2 separate regions of the Mus musculus genome follow, and region 2 is linked to region 1. Evidence: chromatin contacts called from public capture Hi-C data. All regions are on one chromosome and are shown on one strand. The core of a region is the stretch at or near the end of the contact, and the rest is flanking DNA. Distances in the headings are between cores, read along the strand shown. Region 1 has its middle 19 kb from the start of A930003A15Rik. Region 2 has its middle 20 kb from the start of Eif2b5.

The links. Capture Hi-C pulls out chosen DNA fragments and counts their contacts.
Region 2: a capture Hi-C map of embryonic stem cells shows a contact between it and region 1, with 2.2 times the contacts expected there. The contact joins two enhancer-like sites. A contact is called at or near these places in 1 of 115 datasets of contacts at active chromatin or transcription factors (embryonic stem cells) and 1 of 9 other capture datasets (embryonic stem cells).

Annotation. Positions count from the first base shown.
Region 1 is chr16:19,864,132-19,866,780 of GRCm38.p6, forward strand. No RefSeq gene overlaps it. Among named protein-coding and RNA genes, the nearest start is that of A930003A15Rik, 19 kb to the right of the region's middle. Within about 2 kb of position 1,335, at least 3 of the 459 cell types and tissues checked have an H3K27ac peak or open chromatin away from gene starts, as enhancers often do. A contact at or near this core is called in embryonic stem cells, where this site is marked.
Region 2 is chr16:20,477,427-20,480,075 of GRCm38.p6, forward strand. No RefSeq gene overlaps it. Among named protein-coding and RNA genes, the nearest start is that of Eif2b5, 20 kb to the right of the region's middle. Within about 2 kb of position 1,310, at least 74 of the 459 cell types and tissues checked have an H3K27ac peak or open chromatin away from gene starts, as enhancers often do. A contact at or near this core is called in embryonic stem cells, where this site is marked.

The DNA of each region.
Region 1 (2,649 bases), core at 85-2,584:
CAGCACAAATAATTGAACTACATGCTATACTCACTGTTTTTAAAGTGTTAAAATCAAGCTTTTAATTTGTATACTGATAGCCAATATATATATAGCTCAGGGCTTACAATTGCTGGAGATTGTTATGGTTTTTAGATACTGTGAATTCTCAAATTTTGCAATTGTTTATGCATATCCAACTCAAGTTAAGAGAAAGTACTGTTCCTTTAAAGGACTGTTCTTGGACATTTAAGAACTCATCCTGGACTGCCTGGACAGACCCCTTAAGGCAGTGCCCCAACAGATTTGTATCCCAGGCAGATTATAGTCCTTACACAAGAACAATTGGCCATATAATCTCATTCTTTACATCACCACAAGTAACGGCTTGAGATAATAATTTGGTATTTGTAGAGAATGTGCATGTCCAATTGTAAAGACTTGTTCTCGGTGTTCTCAGTATCTACCTGTACCACACAATGGTGTTAATTCTCGAGGACTTATACTTAATCAGTTATTGCAAATGGATACGCATATTTCTAACTTTAGAAAAATAAAATATGCACATGTGACTGTTGATACCTTTTCAGGCTTTCTAGTTGCAACTGCTTTAACAGGAGAAGCAACTAAAAATGTAATTGGACGTTACCTTCATTATTTTTCTATGCTTGGTGTTCCAAATCAGATTAAAACAGATAATGGAGCTGGCTATTGCAGTCAAGCATTTGAGATGTTTTGTCAACAATTTAATGTTAACCATGTTACTGGGATATGGAGATAGATAGATAGATAGATAGATAGATAGATAGATAGATAGATAGATAGATAGATAGATAGATAGATATAATTTCTCAAGGACAAGGTATTAGGGAACTTTAAAAGAATATTTTCTTTAAAAAAACAAAGGGGGGGGGAATTATACCCTCCAAGGTCACCAAAAGCACGTCTTGTCTTAGTCTTTTTTTTTTTTTTAATGTTTTGCAAACTGATGATAAAGGTCAGCCTGCAGCAGATTGCCATTGGCATCCAGTCACTTCCAGCTCATATGCCATGGTTAAATGGCGGGACCCCCTAACTAATACATGGAGTGGTTCTGACCTTGTTTTAATATGAAAAAGAGGTTCTGTTTGTGTTTTTTCACAAAAAGAAGACAGAGCATGATGGCTGCCTGAATGATTAATTGGTCAAGTGGACACAGATCCTGAGTCTTCTAGTAAGTATGATTCCAATTATGAAGCAAGCTAAAAATCTTAATCAGCCAGTTCAGTTAATTTGGACCATAACCTCCACTATACCTGAGAAGTAACAGTTTTTTTCTGTTGATTCTCAAAGCCACATCCCCCACACTGGGAGGCCAGGCCTTGTGTTTGAACGTTGCTAATTTACAACTGAATTGAGTGCTTGGTACAACCCCATAGACAACCTTAATCCTGTTGCTTTTAACTTTTGACTTTGTATTTCAAGCAGATCGGTTACCTCCATACAGGCTTGCCTTCAGCAAAGCTCGGTTATGACAGTTATTCATCGGTATGAAGAAATGCATTGAGTACGTATTCTGACTTTGGTCTGAATGGGAAAAAGATGTGCTATGAGGGCTGGCAGTCAAAGATGGGCAACTGATGATTCTATGACTCTTATCAACCTAAAACAGAGGCATGTGCCAAGAGGCTATGTTTGTTTATAATAAATACTAAAAGGCCGTGTTTGTGCAAATAAACACAAGCAAGCAAGCTGTGCATGGCCTCTGGGATGGGTAAGAAAGAGTCTAGGCTCAGTCCTAAGCCAGGCAAGGCCACCAGCCACCATAATTCCCAGGCAGGATCATGAAGCATAAGTAAATCTTATATCCCAGTCTAGCTAATTTTTAATAAATAAAAAGGAATGAAGTGTGCCCTCCCCCCAGCCTTGAGCAGGCTGAATCAGACCTTGTTTTGCCACAGTCTGCTAGCCCACCTAGGGTGGAGTCTTCTAACCTAGGTGCAGTCTATTGTCCTGCCACATCTGTAGCTTCCTGCAAGAAACCACTACCTGCTGAGCAGCTGAGTTTGTTTTCCTGATGAGATCCTGGCAAAGTAGAGGATGAGTTTCTTCCCTTTAAAAATTCAGACTTGAGTTAAAGTTGAGCCTTGATCAAAGAACTTTGTCTTGGCTCATTATTTCTCACTGTCCTTCCCATCCATCCCCAGCTTTCCTTTCAGGAACCCAGGAACTCATGGCCACTGGTGGCTACATTTATGCATTGTCTTAAACGTTAAAACATCTTGAGTGGGTGCTTCAGTCCTACTTAGAAGGGGGAAGAAAACAATCAAGGGAAGTAGAGGGTTGGGAGGACTTGGGAGGAAGATAAGAGGGGATCAGAATCAGGTACAGGAGGAGATGAAAGAGATGTACAAAGGGTCAGGAAATTGAACAGAGGTGTGTAGCAATGGGGGTTGGGGGAAACAACTGGGGTAGCAACCAGAAAGTTCCAGATACCAGGAAAGCAAGAGCCTCCCAGGACCCCACATTACCTGAAATACCCCACAAAGGGGAGGGAAAACCTGTCAAGACCATATCCAGTTAGACATGGCCCCCCAAGTTGAGGGATGGAGCCACCCACCCATTTTAACCCAGAATTGCTCCTGTCTAAAGGAAATACAGGGACAAAGAGTGGAGTAGAGACTGAAGGAA
Region 2 (2,649 bases), core at 60-2,559, 610 kb after region 1:
CACGGCAGATAGCCCCCCATACACACACACACTAGGCAAACAGCCCTTCCCCACTAGGCAGACAGCTCTCTAGCTTGCTCTCTCTCTCTCTCTCACACATACACGGAAGATAGCCCCCCCACACACACACACACTAGGCAAACAGCCCTTCCCCACTAGGCAGACAGCCCCACACACTCACACACACACACACACACAGGGACAGACATACACACACACTAGACAGACAGACAGACAGACACACACACACACACACACACACACACACACACACACACACACACACACGGCAGACAACCAGTATGGGGCATTCTTGGACCTCCAAGGTCTTATTTAAGATCTGCCTGGGATGTCACCTACTGTGACTTCAGTGGAGACAAATAAAGAGGATAAAATAGGCCTAAGACCTCAGGGGCAAAAATGAGGGTGTCTGGTCAGAAAATAAAGAAGGCACTGTGCTTGGTGATCTGATCGCTACTTTTCATGTTGCTGTAATTAAATACCCAACAAAAGTAACATAAGAGGGGGGTTGTTCCCACCCTGAGGGTACATCCATCACGGAGCAGAAGGCCTGGCAGTGGCAACAGTGGCAACGGCAGCTGTATATCAGCGCACTTTCTCCTTTTTATTCATTCTAAAACTCTAGCCCATGGAATCCAGGCAAAGAAAAGAAGAAGAAAAAAAGACGACCCTGCACAGAGCCTTTACCCTGGAGCGTGGCTCATTTTCCGTTGGTAGTAGTCAGAGGCAGGAAACTTCTAGCACTGTGGATGGACAACAGTGATGTCTACCCAGTCTGTGCTTATTTAGCGCCAGAATTGTATGGGACCTTCAGTTTTAACACTTCACTCAGATTCCTAAAGTAATTATCTGTGTCTACCTAGGCTCAGGACAACTTGTGACCTAGCGTGTAAACACTTCTCTCTGACCCATGAGTTTCTACAACACAATCAAGCCTTTCAATCTTGAGTAAAGCACACCCTCAGAGTAATGTAAAAAATGGAGGGAAGCAATTTAAAAATATTTTAAGACTTCCCTGAAATTTTTATACAGTGTATTTGATCATATTTATACCTTTCAACTTTTCTTGCCTCTGCCTTTACCTTCCTCCCTTACCCAACTTGTGCTCTTAGCTTTTTTAGTTCAAATTCCATTATTCAAATGGTTGGGTGTGGGGCCAGTCCTGGAAATTGGCCAACCTACCAGGAGTTACACCCTTAAAGAAAACTGATCCTCCCAGATCCAGCTGTCATCAAAAACAAATAGCTCCTCTGCTGGGGTTGGACTTCCGGCCAAGGTCCACCAGGAGATTCCTAACATTCCTTAGAGTTAAAATTTGGTTTTCCCACTCTGGTGCAGGCCTGTGGCCTTGGTCCTGCTGAGATGCTTAGAAGCTTTATTTAAAAAGTCTGGGTCCCCATGAAACCCTACAATACTCAGGCTTACCAGGACATTTGGTAGTGAAAGACCCACAACGTGAGGACTCCCCCATGTTCTGACTCAGGAGAGGCGACACCCCAAATCACTCATAAGAAATGGTCTTGCTGCAAACTGCAAGAGGATTTTTATTCAAGAGTGATCTCGGGGGCCCACGGTCATACACCATGCAGGGGTAGAGGACCGTGGCGCGCCAAGTAGCTGGGTAAGGGGGTATTTAAAGGAAGAAACCACAACTCAAGGAAGTGGGGAGGGCGTTGTTGGTTAAGAGTCCCAAGGAAGTGCAAAGTCACAAGAGTCACAAGGAATACCTGGTAATTGTGCAGGTTATCTCTCAAGACAGTTTCTAAGAGCCCCTAACAATAGCACATTTGCATAGCGGGTTCCAGCAGTGGTCAGGTTGACTTTCTTTGAATGAACACTCTTTGAACCCAGGAAGCGGGTGGGTGGATGAATGTCGCTATCTGTTTTATGATTAGCATACCTTGGAGCATTAGTCACAGAGGTCATATTCCCAAGCCTGGGCCTAAAGGCCTAGAATTTTGTTTTTACGTTATACTTTCAGTAGGAGTGGAGTTATTGACCCTCGTCATTTTTAAAATCAGGAGTGCTGATAAAAGATTAAAGCTTTGAAAGGTTCCAGTCCTCCCTGTACCTGCCTATGGCCGCCACTAGCTGCTCCCTGAGTCCACTCAGGGTGAATATGCCGGCTACACTTAAGCAAGCTTTGTTAAATGGGAACATGGAATGTCACTGTACATGCTTCTTGTAAAATTACCTAACAGTTGTGTCTCGGCAGCTAAGAGTTGTAGTAAATATTTAATCTCAAAGGGGGGTTCTACTCCACTTTGATCACTCTGTTCCCAGATAAAAAGCACACAACTTTTATTATGTATAATAAGCCTTTAAAGCACTAGAGATGGGCAGATATCCACCCTCTAAGATATTAGTGTCTACTTCCCTACAATTTATAACTAACCATGTTCCATCTGGGCTGCTCCTTTTTTTGTTTGTTTGTTAATTCATTTTCTTTTTTTTAAGATTTATTTTATTTATATGAGTACACTGTAGCTGTCTTCAGACACAGCAGAAGAGGGCATAGATCCCATTACAGATGGTTGCAAACCACCATGTGGTTGTTGGGAATTGAACTCAGGACCTTTGGAAGAGCAGTCAGTGCTCTTAACCACTGAGCCATCTGTCCAGCCCCTG